2 separate regions of the Oryctolagus cuniculus genome follow, and region 1 is linked to region 2. Evidence: chromatin contacts called from public Hi-C data. All regions are on one chromosome and are shown on one strand. Each heading gives the region's core, a stretch centred on a gene start, on an enhancer-like site or on the middle of the called end of the contact. The rest is flanking DNA. Distances are from core to core; before and after follow the strand shown.

Evidence for each region. A called contact is a pair of places that touch in the nucleus more often than the background predicts.
Region 1: a Hi-C map of psoas muscle shows a contact between it and region 2, with 3 times the contacts expected there. The contact joins two enhancer-like sites. A contact is called at or near these places in 4 of 6 Hi-C or Micro-C datasets (ear pinna, embryonic fibroblasts, psoas muscle and 1 more).

The regions. Positions count from the first base shown.
Region 1 is chr12:22,235,360-22,238,541 of mOryCun1.1, forward strand. It overlaps a transcript of LOC103351297 not described here. Among named protein-coding and RNA genes, the nearest start is that of CDKN3, 170 kb to the left of the region's middle. Within about 2 kb of position 1,367, at least 1 of the 8 cell types and tissues checked has an H3K27ac peak or open chromatin away from gene starts, as enhancers often do.
Region 2 is chr12:22,104,600-22,107,527 of mOryCun1.1, forward strand. No RefSeq gene overlaps it. Among named protein-coding and RNA genes, the nearest start is that of CDKN3, 43 kb to the left of the region's middle. Within about 2 kb of position 1,657, at least 1 of the 8 cell types and tissues checked has an H3K27ac peak or open chromatin away from gene starts, as enhancers often do.

The DNA.
Region 1 (3,182 bases), core at 117-2,616, 130 kb after region 2:
TGACAGGAATCATAACTGCACCCACTTCACGGGGTCAGGGGTATTGTCTTCCTTAAATTCTTTGCGACGGATTGGGAAGATGCTGTTTACCCAAGGTATCAGACTGTTCCTAGAAATGAGCTCTACCAAGATCCTTGGACAAAAGATTTGACAGTGGTCTACTCCACCCTGACCTTGCCCCTGCTTTCTTGCAGAAATGTCCTTGCTACCACAGTCAGAGGAGTAATTCTGAATTTCAGCGATGTAAAGGCCACATCAATCACAAAACTGTAACCTGGTGTTGACAGTTACAGAAAGGGGTTTTGTCTTCGTTGTGAGGCAGTCTTCCTGGGAATGGGTGTCTGCTGACAACCTGCCCCACCCTTTCTGAACAGTTCTCGTGAGATCTGTGCCTAACCTTCACCAAGGTGTCTGTACTATTAGCTCGATTTACAAATCACCGCTGCGTAGCTACTGAGTCTCAGATCTCGAGTAAAAGTGTCTATTTGCTTTTTATAGATGATGAAACAGGTTCTAGGGTGCAGCCAGCTCTATGGAATACATGATGGGTGGCCCACCATTGGGTGCTTCCAGATAAATTTCCAGCTTTACCACTTTATCCTGGGAGCCCAATCCGTAGATGAGGGCTCAGCTCTGAGACCTTTGGACACAAAGCTCCTGGATAAGCTGTGGACAGCAACATAGCGTGCTCACAGCTATTCTCAAAGGGCAGCACTCTCAGAAAACATTTGGATTGAATAGAGCTGCGTGGCTAGGAAATGATGCAGAGGAAGAATATTACTTCAGATCCGTGTTTAAACTTCACCGAGTTCGCTACCCCCAGTACTGATGATTCCGCTGGTGGCTGCCTCCTTTTGCCTGTCTCTTATGGTAGAGGGCTATTGTTTGGAGGGCCATTGGCTCATCAGTGCCAAACAGAGGAGTAGACGTTGGTGCTGATGTGGGATGCACTCTTGAGAGACCCGCGATGGCCACTTCCAGCAAAATAAGAGTGTGATCATCACACCGGAGTCCTGGTGAATCAAGGCTCATCCCAGGGGACGGACACAGGGCTCTTCCCTCTTCTCCAGTCCATCGCACTGGCTTCTTGCTGTTTCTCCTTGAGTCTGGCTGTGGCATTCATATATTATTTCAGGTCTAGATTTTGTCTGCGTTTCTCCTTTGTCTTTGTCTTGACTTTGGGGACTGATTGTGTAGTTTGAGTTTCTTCTGCCCCTAGCTCGTCTTGAATCCATGTGTCATTTTCATGACTGAGTTTGTTTCTTTCTCGAGCAAATCCATTGGCCTGGCTGCTTAGCTTTGGCATAGTTCAGGCTTCCATCTGTGGTGCAAAAGAGACTGTGAGACCTGCTAACATGCAAAAAGGAGATAAAAACACTTAAAAAAAAAAAGTCCTCCTACACGCAGGCCTGCTTTAGAATAACCGAGAACAGTGCAGGAATGAAGATGTAGTTGAAATGCCCCAGTGTCTCCGCCCTTTGATTATGTGCAGGGTGACGAAGTCCTGGCTTCTGTTAGCTTCTACGGTGCAGTTAAGAGATTCATTTCTTAATGTGATTCACTTCAGGAAGAGTTGACCCAGAAAAGGCTTAGGGGGGAGGCCAGACTCGTACTAGGAGATGGTGCAAAATTATCCTTTTCGTTTCCAAGTGTTTAAATTTTTTTATTCCTGACAAGAATGAAAAGCCTGCACTGAGCCTGTCTCAGATTTCTGAGTCACAGGGAATTTGATTGCTTAATGCCAATAAGGCCAAGGAGATGAGATGGCTTTAGTTCTTGGCTTTCCCCCTATGCTATGATGGCAAATACGTGAACTGAATACTAGTTTTATTAAGACATCATTTAATCTTTGTAGATATGTTTCAATGAAATAGTATCTCAAATATAAATATTTATATTTATTGATGTAACTATGTGGTCTGTATCATCTTTAAAAAATGTTCATGGGAAAAATGCGCACTATCTTTCAATTATATTTTCCTATATGCTTGTTGAAATACCTTTATATATAATTTTGAGTTGTGAGGTTTGTCAGCTTCTGATCACGTCCTTTCAACCACAATATCTTGAGACCCTACTGCTGAGAAGGGGTCGTTTCTCTACTTAGTTCCAGTGGCTCTTATCAGTTGCAGTCAAACCCTGCACAAGTGTATGCAAATCTGAAATGCTGAGAAGCCATGGCCTCGGCCGTCTCTGTTCCACCAGGAGAGATTTGTTCCTGGACCTCAGTTTGAGCAGCATGTATCCAGGTTTCTTCCTTCCCTTCAAGTCCTGCTTGATAACTTCTCAGCCTAGCTTTTCATCAGTGGTCAGCTTTTAGTGCAAATTCCTTATTTCTGTATTTGTCAGTTCAGTGTAAGGAGTTTGTGGGATGTCTGCCTTGTTGAAGGCACTAAGGACAGTTTTTGAAGGGCTGGACTATGTCTCTGTCTTTTACAAAGAGATGGAAAATTCTGCACTTTAAGTGAGATCACAACTATCATTGGAATAAAGCAGTCCATAAAGTGTTATATGTGCCCTGAGGAGAGAACAGTTTTTTTGTGTGTGTGTTGTTTTGTGTTTTTTTTTTTGTTTTGTTTTTGTTTGTTTGTTTGTTTTTGTCTTAGAAGCAGATAAGGCTTCCTAGAATTGGTGACATTTGAATGAGTCTTTAAAGGAGAAGCAAGATTTTGAATAGATGAAGCTGGAACCCAAGTGCCAAGTTCCAGAAGTCGGAAAGATTCTGACACGATCAAGGACACGTGCGAGAGAAGAAACTGGCAGGGGAGTTTCAAAGTACAGAATCATTTCCGTTCCTGAAGGATCTTGACTGTTGTGCTAAGACATACGGGCTTTTCTAAGAGAGACAGCTACTAAAAGCTTTTGGACCGAGAGGGTGTGCCATGACCGTAACTGTACTTTGTTGTTGTTGTTGTTGTTGTTTTTTTTTAAGATTTTATGTTTATTTGAAAGGCAGAGTTACTGAGAGAGAGGGAGACAGAGAAAGATCTTGCATCTGCTGGTTCATTTCCCAAATGGCTGTTACAGCTGAGGTTGGGCCAGGCTGAAGTCAGGAGCCAGGAGCTTCATATGGGTCTCGCACATGAGTGCAAGGTCCACGTGGGTCATCTTCCACTGCTTTCCCAAGCCATTAAGTAGGGAGCAGGATCAGAAGTGGAGCAGCTGGCACCCATATGGGATGT
Region 2 (2,928 bases), core at 407-2,906:
AGATAATAATATTTAAGGATTAGGATCTCTTCTGCTACCTCTGCTAGGGATACTGGTATGTAAAGCCACAACATGACACCTCAAGATTAGAAAGGTTGGGTTTTCAATACTACGAGAGGGTAGTTACGTGAAGTGGTCCTTATAGTCCCGTGTGATCACATCTGAAAGTTGTTCTTTCCATTCAGGTTGGACAGTCGCTGTCTATGGAAGAGATTATAGGTGTTCTCCTTAGGCAAAGGCTAGAGAAAAATGATGAATTTTCCCTTCTTGACCCATTTCCTCTGATATTTTGGAGAGTGTGCATTGCTGGGCTAATAGGCGATACTGTTTAAGAAGCAGCAGCAATTTATAGTTCAGCTGAAGCAAGTTCTTGTAATAATGACAGGCGCGGTTCAGCCGTAACCCCTGGGGATGTGTGCAACACGGTGAACAATACCCTCTCGGTGACGTGTTTGAATTATGAATCCAGTGGCGGGCTCTCTCAGTGCTGTCCAGCATGGCTTTGGTGTGAGCTGATGGAGCATTTTGTACCTGGGATTCCGAACTTTTATGAAGGCCAATACCCTGAAACTCATTCAAGCCATAAATTCACTTGTCTTTGAGTTTACAAGGCAATAAACAGCAAAGGCCTTTGACCTCAACATTTACTGAATACATTTGCAGTAGTTGTGTTTATTGACAACTATTTATAGGGAAGCATTGGGTACTGAATTTCCTAAGGTGCAAGGGAGAACAAATTTGGGGGTCTTTTTCCAAACTAAATAAACAAACAAACAAAGAAATTCTGAGTTTAATGTTTGCCTCATTTTGACAGATTTTCAGTTTGCAAGTTCAGGTTTGAGTCTGTACACAAATCGTGTTTTGGGGATTTCTTTCCTTGTGATAAAACCTTAGATTGGATAAGGCCCGAAAGGATGAATAATGAGAGGAATAGCACTGGGAGACGTGCCCACCTGTCCCAGTCACTGGGCACTCAGCACTGTAGAAGTCAGACGGAGGAGGATGTGAGGGCAGCGGGAGTCTTTGCCCAGGGGTTCACTGCCTGTCATGAGGAAATCCCTTCCCTTCTGTGTGAGCAGCCAGTTATAAGGGACACAAATACTGTGTCTCCCTTAGACGTTGGGAGAATTTACCAACGCCACATCCATTGTGTATTTTGAATTTATTGGATTAAGACCATGAAAGTAAAAGGCAGTGGGGGGCGGGGCAGGTGCTTAATTACTGAAATAATTACTGTGATGTTACAGATGGGGAAACCCAGCACCAGGTCAGGCATTCTGTTGCAGATACAGGGTGAGCCAGTGGTGAGAGCTGGACCTGCAGAGCTACTGCAGGGGCCTGGGAACAGGGCACGGAGCAGCCATACTTGGAAGGGTCCCTTTCCCTCAGGGAGGTTCCCCCAGGCCGAGGTTTCTCTGTGGGCTTCGTGGGCACATGAGGGAACCCCTTCTGGTGATGCTATCTGTGCACGGTTGAAATAGAACTGCCTTGCTGACGGTGCTGGGGCTCATTCCCGGGAGGACGAGACGTGCTGGCCGCTAGCGTCACATCTGGCAGAGGCAGGAGTACTGCGGGAGGAGTTAGGAGAATCCATCCCGCCCCGATTCCATGGCAACGCTGACACCACACTCTCAGGAGGTGACTTCTGCAGAAACTGGGTCTGGCCCAGCTGGCTTAAAACACTTCAGCTCACAAAAATTCTCTGCATGCTTTCTTCTCACAGAGGGCGCAAGCGGCAAACAAAGGAAGCGAGTGCTGTTTGGCCCCGCGGGCACGCTGTGTCCTTGGTCCCACTCCACTGAGGCTGGGCTGTATCTTTGCCCATTGACCTGAATCTGGGCTTGCTTATGTGTCTGTTTTAACAGACGGTGACAGAAAAAGGGTATTTCCTTTGCTTGTTGTGTGTAAGTGTGGGATCTTACTTGGTTGGTTTAGCTTCACAGATCTGGTGTGGGATGTCAGTGGTTAACCATTTGAGTTAGCTCTGCCTTGAGGAGATCACTCCATTGCACAGGCTACCTTCTTCCAAATAGCATTGAGAGAGCGTTGGTGACTCGGGACAGGTCCCTGGCTAACACCAAGGAAGTGATTCCTAGAGTAGGCATGACTGTTGGACAGCCAGCTGGGGAGGTTAAGGGATGATAATTAGAATCCTATGTGATAGGATTAGATTATGTGATAGAGTTAAGAATTTTGCATTATCCTACACTTGTTAGATATTTCTTTGTGGTCAAATTTGGTGCAGCATTTCACTATGGCCAAGTCACACTGAAATTCATCTCACCTCCATTGGGTCACTTCGTACCTTCCTCTGGCCTGTAGCTGAAGACAGCGCTTCATGTGAAGTCAGGGTGTTGTGCAATGAGGTTGGTTGGGCAGAGCAAGTAGCTGCTTTCGAAGGTTATCATGTGTTATGCCTTTTTCCAGTTCAAGAGCATATCTTGTTTTAAACAACGTTTTGAAAGGCAGCCAAAGAAAAGGTTGGCTCGGATCTGCCCTTACCAGTCCTGTTTATGGGATACAGTGTTCCACGCCTTGGCGGAAGGTGATAAAGCAAAGCTGGCTTGGGGAGGTGTGTAGAAATGTGTTCGTGTGTTTGAATTCCATGTCCAAGAGTCAGCCCACAGGGAAAGAATTAAGTAGGAAAACACGGCGGTAGGAAGGTTGATTGCTATCTTACATTTGGTTACAGGTACTGAGGTTAAGGGTGAAGTCCTTTTAACTAGTTGTTAGTGAAGAGTAGAGTAGACAAAGCTAGCCGAATGACTTCTTTGATGGGTCGTAGTAGAGGCAAGAATATGAAAATGGCACGAGGAAGACAGCGGGGACTTCTATTTTCTTGCCAATTTCACTCTGAGCAAATATGCAGGCAAACAATAAGGTTTTCTTTGCAAGCCGCTTTCTCCAGGGAGGCAGGAGTATTATGAC